Regions from separate parts of the Gossypium raimondii genome. Here region 1 is linked to region 2. The links are chromatin contacts, called in public Hi-C maps. All regions are on one chromosome and are shown on one strand. Each heading gives the region's core, a stretch centred on a gene start, on an enhancer-like site or on the middle of the called end of the contact. The rest is flanking DNA. Distances are from core to core; before and after follow the strand shown.

Region 1 (4,706 bases), core at 1,407-3,906, 240 kb after region 2:
AAAATTTTATTTCAACCTTCATTTTTTTTTAAAAAAAAGGTTCTTTTTCTCTATTTTCTCTCTCTGGGCACTGCCCAAAATCCGGCCATGGGACTGCCGTGGTGGTCGCCGGTCATCGGAGACGACGCTGGCGTCCGCAGTGGCCGAAAAATGTAAAAATTTTCCTTTTTCGGCCTTTCGACTTCCCGAGTCCAGATCTGAAGACTATCGATTGAAAAGGTATGAAAATTTTAATTTTTTCTTTTTTTGTTCCTTTATATATATATATATATATATATATATATATATATACTGTCCTTTTTTAAAAAAAAACGAAAAGAAAATAAAAATTTTAATACAAACAGTTTCGAAGAAAAAAAAACCTTTGCACGTTTTCAACTTTGTTTTCTTTCTTCTCTGCTTTGCTCCGTTTTTGTTGTTTTATGTTTGAATCTGTTGTTTTTTTATTCCAAAAAAAAAATCTCCCTATTACATAATTTTTTCATGGCTTATATAGCCATTTACAAAGCTTTAATCTATTATTGTTGTCATTTTCGTGGCAGGCCACTTGAGGGCGGTAGAACAAGTGAAGTTGGTGCGGCGCTGACGTGAGAACAGCGACGGCAAAGCAGTTGGCAGAGGCAAGTGGCTGTCAGAGTGGCAAAGGCTAGGTGCGACACAACAAGGGCTAGAGTTTTTGCTGAAGAGTTAGGTTTTGGGCCATTTGGGCCTCTAGGGTTTTTTGTAATTTGGTATATTGGGATTTAGTTATTTGATTTTGGGTTTTGTTTTGTTTTTATTTAGTTATTTTGTTTTTACAATCAATAACTGTATGAACTAGAAACAAAGAAATCTCTTGAAGTTAAAATTTTACTTTAAAAAGTTTAATAAATTTTAACAAAATATCCACGCTTGATGGGATTTATGTTTGACCTAAATTATATTTAAAAAAGGTCTTAGTTAAATAAAAAGAATAATATTCTAATAAAAAATACATCTAGCGGACGGTGAAACCCCAACTCCCATGTCATCTACTCATTTCAAATGGGTCATTGAACTCGACTTATGTCAAGTCATAATTTATTCAATCCGGTAATTAATTGAGATTTTGGGATCCTCAAAAACCGACCAACATTTAAAAATGCCTACATCAACAAAAACTTGAAGAAGAAAACATACTAGTTATTCTTCAAGGCGGGCCACTTCCTTTTCCCATTTCAATCCGAACATTTGGCGGCCGAACGGAACGATCAAATTATACCGGAAAACCTGCAACTCCAAACACCATTTGGATATGCTCGATTCGTGAGACACATAGCTAAATCTAAACATAGGAAAGAATACAATTGCGTTTTACCTTATCGTTAATGTCACGTAATTGCTTCTTCAACGATTCACAACGCTCAATCCATTTTTCTTCATCATTTCCATTGCATTTGCTTGTCCATGCTTTCTTCAAAGCGACTCGCCATTCGGATACTTTGTTCCTGATCTCTTTGTTAAGTTCTACCCACTCGGGAGCACATCCGTTCTTCGAGAGTATCCTATAAAGGGTGTCTTCAGCTGGATCTGCATGAGGAGTTGTGTTAAGGTTAAGAGGTTTGCCTTTCCCTGCTAAATTCTCGAACTGACCCTCTTCCATTGAATGCCATATTCTTTGCTCAACTACGTTGATGATGTCGGTTTCCGATCTGTTTGAAATCATTACATGACACAACTTCATCTCATTGAAGAACCCAAAAAACCTTTGAAACTATTATGATTTTAACACTGAATTCGAATAATTGAACCAAGAACGTCATCTCTTCAAAAGCATATCATACACCAAATTCAACAGTTTTTAAGGTCTCAAACATAGGAAGCCAACACCACTCAACTAATGAAGCTAAAGTTAGGTAACGACTAGCACACACAACTCCATTTCTAAAGGGAAGATAACCTTCAAAGCTTAATTGCATAGCCCCTTGCCAGGTAATATGAATTAGTGACCAATAAAAAAATAACTTTCAAAGAATTGAAAAAGGAGAAAACAAATTGTAACAAATCCAAAGCATACCTCCAAACTGCAAAATTTCATACTTTCCCTTGATCCCAAAAAGAGTTCTTTCAATTTCGCTTTTATCATTTAGTATGAAAGAATCATGAAGATTTCAAAATAATCGAGGGTAAATATGAAAACTTGACGGTATTTAATTAGAATTTTGAGAAATTCACAATTTTTTTAGTTGAAAATTGAGTTTTAAATTCATATTGTTAGAAAAAAAAAATCTACTAAATAGACGCATACATACATACATACATACATACATACATACCTAACTTTGTTGCGTTGGCCACGGAGCTCGGGAGGGAGTTTACGGTCGTTGACGGCGTCTATGGCAGCTGATAGACGGTCTGTTATCTTCTTCTCACGCTTAGAAGATGAAGAATTTGATCCAGTCGTTGTTGTTGATGAGGAAGAGGAAGAGGAAGAGGAGGCACACCTGAGTCCGGGTCCGCCATGGCTCATCGACGGAGGTGAGATGCCCCACGTCAATTTGGTAATCGGAGACGAGGAAAACGCAGAGAACGATGATGGCAGCTTTCTCGCTAGCCTGGTGGCCATGGATGATTGAAACGCAGATGGTCAGATGGGGAGAGTTCTAGCAATTTACTCCCTAATTATTGGGACATGTTTGGGGACTTTTCAAATATGCCACGTGGTTTCTTAATATACTGCCACTAATGTTCAGCGAATACGTGGTTTCTCCGTCTACCGAAATTTCCCAAAATATAAAATTACTTTGATTTCTGTGAGGCGGTTTAAAAACTATTTTGGGAATATTTTTAAAAAGTGTTTTTAAAAAAAAGTTGTGAAAAAATGTTTTTGGAAAATAAAATATCTATTTCAAACATGTTATTATTAAATAATAAATATATATTTAAATAATATTTAAATTAGTTAATATTATTATAATTTAGTAAGAATATAAAAAATTATTATAATTTGTTAATATTTTAATATATGAAATATAAATTTTAAATATTTTAAGTAATAAATATTAATTATTTATCAAATTTAATTAGAATATATAAAATATATTTTAAATATTTAAATATAATCATTAAATATTTGTAATTAGTATTTTAAAAAATATTTTTTTATTTTTAATTAATGATTTTAACATATTTGTAATTAAGCACCGAGAAAAAAAAGGAAAGTACTATGTTATTGGAGGGGTGAAAAAGTAATTAAGCATCAAAAGTGCTTTTGGCAGAGTAAAAGCTAAAACTTTTAGCTGAAAAGCCAAAAATTTCAGCCAAAAGCATTTGTTTAGCATAGTTTTTCTTCCAAAAGTGCTTTTGGAACTAAAAGTATTTTTTTTAAGCACTACTAAATAGGTCCTAAATCGTTTAACAAGATATTTAGCAAACAAAATCGAGTTTTATAGTATTTATAGTAATAATCTCTATCCCGAATTATTATTTGTGGTTTATGTGGAGTAATTTAAGTCGTTTCTCAACTTTTTATTAAACAAATTTTTGGTCATCCTCGATCACTGAATTGGTTTGAGTATGGACTCAAACAAAATGAATCATCAGTAAAATAAAAATTTTATTAAGTTCTAGTGAGAAAGTTAATTCTCTCTATGAGAATCAAAAACTTGAAATTTTTAAAATATATAATTTATTCTTGTAAATAGATTGTCATTATTTTCTAATAAAATAACAACACTCAACTTAATTGTGCAATTAGGTCATCTTATAGTTTCTATTTATAAGAAAATGACATGAAAATTTTATTTGAACAATGGGTAATTAAATAATAATATTTTAATGAAAAAAATAATACTCCACTACGTGTGGAATACCAATGGGCAACAACATACCCTAAAGAATACTAGGGTTTAACAGTTTTCTCTGAATTTAACAGTTTTCTCTTGGAATTGTTAGGGATGCGCGAATCCAAAATTTCCCCGTATCTTTCGTGAATATAATAGAGAGTACAAACCTGATATTGTTAGTTTTCTGGAAACAAGGGTAAGTGGTTTTAAAGCTGATAAGATTATTGCTAACTTGGGTTTTAAGTTTTCTCACAAGATTGAGGTTATTGGTTTTTCTAGAGGTATTTGGGTGGGTTGAAAGAATCATATTTCGGTTGAGATTATTTGCAATAATCCTCAATTTATTTGTATCTATGTTATTAGGTCTAATTATTTTTTGTCTATTCATATTGCTTTTGTCTATGGTAGCCCCGATAAGTAGAAGAGGAGAAAGCTTTGGGAATGTCTTCCTTTCGTTATTTCGATCGACAATACCCCATGGATGGTTATTGATGACTTTAATGTTCTTCTTTCTTCTTGTAATAAGAAAGGAGGGTGTATAATTGGGAAAGATTGTTCTCTTTTTGACAATTTTATTGAGAAATCTTTTTTTTTTTTGTAGGATTTGGGTTTCAAGGGACATCCTTTCACTTGTCGCTAGGGAGGGCTTTGTGAAAGACTTGATAGGGCAATTGGTAATGATGCTTGGATGAGAACATTTCCATATTGCTCTATCACTCACCTCTTAAGGATCAAGTCGGACAATAAAAATTTACTTCTTGCTCTTGAGTTGGAGGTTAATCTACCTAAAGGGCGTCCTTTCAGATTCCTTGCTGGATGGGTTGAACATCCCAAATTCTCAGATTTTGTCAATGAGAAATGGGCTTTCAAAGATAATATGGTTGAATCCCTAAACTATCTTAC
Region 2 (4,977 bases), core at 1,697-4,196:
GGTAATTATGATATGAATATGTATATGTGGTAATAGAGAGGAAGATTGTAGTCATGGTTGTTTGTTTTGGGAAGAAAGTGATACAGGAGAAAAGCTTAAACGTCATGAAATTGAAATTCTGTTATGTTCGTTACTTTTATTATTGTTTCTTCAAACGAGGCGTTTTTTACAGAGTTTAATTTAGTGAAACGATGTTGTTTTAGTGAGGTGAAACAGTGCTTTTTCTTTCATGTTTCCTAATTAAAATGGAGTGTATTATGTACACAGTTGTCACTACCAGCTGCCAAGCTAATTAGAAGTTGTTATTCTGACCTTTTAAACTATTGAGAAAAGAGTTGGAAGTTATGAATGAAAACAGTATTCTTATCCTCTTGAATTATGTCTTTTTTCTTTGGTTTTCTTCTTCCTTTTTTGTACTTATTTTTAGAAATTTTAAGCTCGTATCAAGGGTATCAAAGCCATCGATTCTCCATGGCCAACAAGGGTGTCACCACTCAATTGCAGAAGGAAATAGGTCACTTATAGAAAGAGATCTTTCAGCTGCAAAAGATTGGCACAATTTTTTTTACTCAAAGGTAAGGTGGCCATCATGTCCTTACTTGAGATTTATATGCATGAGGCCTGAAGGAGAGATTCGGGTCCAGTTCGTTTTGGACCCCATGGCCGAGTTGGTTTCACTTAAGCAACAGGGTATTGTTGATTAGTACCATGATGCCTTTGTAAGCTTGTTGAACCAATTACATTTGCCTGAAAGTTATGCTCTTAGCATATTTGTCAGTAACCTATAGTGAAAAGTATGCCAATATTTGCAACTCTTCAAGCCCAAGTCATTAGTAGAGGGCTTTCTCGTTTCTCAACAAGTAGAGAATATTATGCTACAATTTGATAGGACCAACTTCAGGAGCTAGTGGTCGAAGTTGGAGCAATTTTTAGAGGCTAAAGGAGTCTTGGATCATGTCAAAATAAGAATTGTCATGCTTCACTCAGAAGGTAACGCTCTAGATTGGCACAAATTTTTTGCTTAAAGGTAAGGTGGCCTTCATATACTTATCTGGGATGTATACGCATGAAGCCTGAAGGAGAGATTCGGGTCCAATTTGTTTTGGACCCCATGGCTGAGTTGGTTTCACTTAAACAACAAGGTAGTGTTGATCAGTACCATGATGCCTTTGTAAGCTTGTTGAACCAATTACATTTGCTTGAAAGTTATGCTCTTAGCATATTTGTCAGTAACCTGTAGTGAGAAGTAGGCTAATATTTGCAACTCTTCAAGCCCAAGTCATTAGTAGAAGGCTTTCTTGTTGCTCAACATGTGGAGAATATTATGTACATAACCATCAATCAAAGGAGTATCCTCAATCAGGTACTAGCAAGACTCTAACATTGTTTTCAACACCTAGAATGTTGCCATCGATTGGATCTACTGTAGGACAGAGTGGACCTACATCTACAAATGGTGGTCACAAGGGACTTGTTAAGTTTCTTTCTCAATGTGAGATGGAAGATAGGAGAAAGAATAGGTTGTGCTTTTGGTTTGTAGCTAAGTACACTCCTGGCCATAAGTGTACTAAGCCCCAATTGTATCAATTGATTGTAGAGCCTCAGTCTGATGTAGAAAGTAAAGCTAAGAATCCCTAATCTGGTGAGTATCAAGACTATCTGGATCAACTTGAACCTAATGGCCAAAAGGAGGAGACTTGTACACCATTGACTATGTCTTTCCATGCCCTACAGGGGTCTCAAGGGTCAAAAATCGTGAGGATGGCAGTACAAATAGGGAATTCCAATGTCATAATACTAGTGGACTCTGGAAGCACCCACAATTTTGTTGATGCCAAGTTAGCTCAACAAATGAACCTCCTTGTGGAACTCTCTACTAGGCTGCAAGTCACTATTGTTGATGGGGGAATCATGTCTACTTAGGGTGTGTGTAGGTTTGTATAGTGGTAGGCACAAGTTCAGTAGTTTGTAACAAATTTCCTAGTCTTAGCTTTCAAGGGATGCGACTTGGTTCTTGGTATTGAATGGTTAACCACTTTGGGGTCCATCATCTGCAATTTCAGTTCTCTTACTATACAGTTTGAATACAATGATTAATGATGTACTCTGAAAGGAATACTTCTAGGAGCCATTCATATTATAACAGCTACTTAAAGCACTAAGTTGGTGCATCTGAATAGTCAAGAGTCCTTATCCATTTCTCATCACATCGAGTATGTGCACCCTTTTACACATGTCAGGCTTGGTTGACAGTGAGGATCTGCAATTGGTATTGGGTGAATTTAAAGATGTTCTCCATTCTCTAAAGGAATATCCACCTCACCGATTGCAAGAACATTGTATTCCCATCAAGGATAAAAATGTGGTAGTGAAGGTTAGGCCATATAGGTATCCTACTGTGCAAAAGTGTGAAATGGAGAGGCTCATAAAGGAAATGCTTGAAGCTGGGGTCGTTCGAGACAATTGTAGCCCTTATTCATCATCCATTATTATGATGAAAAAGAAGGATGGTAGTTGACGCCTTTGTGTGAAATATAGGCAGCTAAATCAATATACCATCAAGGATACCTTCCTTATTCCGGTTATAAAAGAACTACTTAATGAACTAGGGACTGCTTCCTATTTTTCCAAGCTTGATTTACGATCCGGGTACTACCATATTTGCTCGTGGGATAAATACATTCATAAACCTACTAAGACAAACCAATGCCCCTTCCAACTTTCAATCGTTGATGAATTCTATTTTCAAGCCCTTCTTGAGGAAGTTTGTCTTAGTAGTTTTTTATGACATCCTTGTGTACTTGGACAATTGGCCATCACATTTGGAGCATCTTTGAACAGCCCCACAAATCATATAACAACATAAATTATATGCTAAATGGTCCAAATGCACTTTTGGCCCAACTGAAATTGAATATATGGGCTACATCATTTCCAAAGATCAATGGGCATAGATGCCACTAAGGTGGAAGCGGTACTTACTTGGCCTACCCCTACTTGCCTTACGGAGCTTCAATGGTTTCTTTGACTTCTTGGATATTATAGACAATTTATAAAAGATTATGGCACCTTAGCTCATCCCTTAACCAATTTGTTAAAAAAAATATGTCAAGCGGCATTGGTCTTCTGAAGTTTAGGCAGCCTTCCGACAGCTCAAGTCAGCAATGTGTCTGACACCAATTCTAGCCCTACCCAATCTCAACACCAAACTCTGCATTCACACGGATGCCAATAGTCAAGGTATTAAGGAAGCCTTGCAATAGAAGGGACGATCTCTAGCTTATTTCAACAAAGCCTTAGAGATCAAGCATCAAACCTTGTCCATATATAACAAAGAGATGTTGGTTGTTCTGCTACCAGTAAAAAGGTGGCTCCCCTATCTTGTGGGAAAAAGGTTTCACATACGGGAAAATCATCAAAGTTTGAAATTTCTAACTAATGGACATACCATTACTCCTTACCAAAAATAATGGGTTGCTAAAATGCTTGGCCGTGATTACTTGGTGACATACAGGAGGGGAACTCAAAGCGTAGTAGCAGATGCTTTATCTCGAAGACCACAAATAGAAGAGGGACAACTCCTGCAATGCACTAGTAGTATCATTTGGTCTAAAATATGGTTTAGGATTTTAGCTTCCTCACTAGCAGATCCTAAACTACATCAACTTTGCTTAGAGGTTCAACAACAATCACACCTTTACCCTAAGTACTTGTGGAATGGACAGGTTTTGAGGAGGAAAGGAAAAGTTGAAACGGGCAATTATGACACTCTTAGGAATTACCTCTTCAACCATTTCCATAGGGGGTAGCTGGAGGGCATTTTGGAGTCCATGCTACCAAATATCGAATGGCCAGTTTACCCTATTTGAAAGGCCTTTCCAATGACATCAAGGAATGGGTGAAGAAGTGCCCCATTTCCTAAGCTTGCAAATCTGACCAGGCTGCTTCTACTAGCCTACTTGAACCCTTACCTATACTTGATCAAGTATGGTCTGCAGTAAATTTAAATTTTATCGAGGGCCTCCCAAGCTAGAAAAGGAAAGACAATGTTCTAGTTGGGGTCAACTGATTGACCAAGTATGGCCATTTTGTGGCTCTTACTCACCCATTTTCAGCACTTATAGTGGCCTAAGCTTATTTAGATCATACTTATAAACTGCATGGTCCTCCCTGCACCATTGTATCAAATAGGGACTCGGTCTTTCTTAGCAAGTTTTTGAAAGAACTTTTCAAACGCCTTGGCACTGATATCCACATGTCCAGAGCCTACCATCCTTAAATGGATGACCAAACTGAAGTGCTTAACCATTTCTTAGAGGCTTATTTGCATTGTATGGCTGGAGAAAGGCCTAAATAGTGGTCCTTTTGGTTACCTCTTATTGAATGGTGGTACAGCACCACCTACCATTCAGCCATTCAAAAAACTCCCTACGAGGCCTTGTACGGGCAGGAACCCCATCACCATCTACTGTACTTAGTTGGAAATTTTTTAGTAGCAGCAGTAAGCCATAGCCTTCAACAAAGGGAAATAGCTAGGAAACTTTTAAATTTTCACCTCAGAAGGGCACAAGACCATATGAAACAATTAGCAGACCGCAGGAGGAGTGAAAGGGTGTTTCAAATTGGGGATTATGATTACTTAAAATTACAACTCTATCATCAGCACTCATTGAGGAAGCACTATAACTAGAAGCTTTTCCCTTAATATTTTGGACCCTTTCCAGTAGCAACACAAGTGGGGCAAGTTGCTTACAAATTGGCACTACCTGAAGGCTCTCGGATTCATCATACATTTCATGTTTCTCAACTCAAGGAACATGTTGTTCTTGTCCTCACACAGCAATATTTGCCTTTAGTTGGGTCAGATCGCACTCTTCAGAAGATACCAGTCCAAATATTAAATTGAAGAATGGTGAAGCGAGGAAGTAATGTTGTTACGGAAATACTGGTTGAATGGGAAAACACGTTTCCCTAGGA

What was found. Hi-C and Micro-C count contacts between places; a contact is called where the count stands out from the background.
Region 1: a Hi-C map of leaf shows a contact between it and region 2, with 2.5 times the contacts expected there. The contact joins the promoter of LOC105767719 here to the enhancer-like site in region 2. A contact is called at or near these places in 2 of 2 Hi-C or Micro-C datasets (both in leaf).

What each region holds. Positions count from the first base shown.
Region 1 is chr4:17,641,210-17,645,915 of ASM2569854v1, forward strand. It overlaps LOC105767719, which reads right to left and starts at 2,657. Exons shown (of 3, transcript XM_012587289.2): 1 at 2,295-2,657; 2 at 1,337-1,670; 3 at 940-1,248. The coding sequence starts at 2,584. The coding sequence ends at 1,162.
Region 2 is chr4:17,402,090-17,407,066 of ASM2569854v1, forward strand. No RefSeq gene overlaps it. Among protein-coding and RNA genes, the nearest start is that of LOC105767790, 18 kb to the right of the region's middle. Within about 2 kb of position 2,947, the one cell type or tissue checked has open chromatin away from gene starts, as enhancers often do. A contact at or near this core is called in leaf, where this site is marked.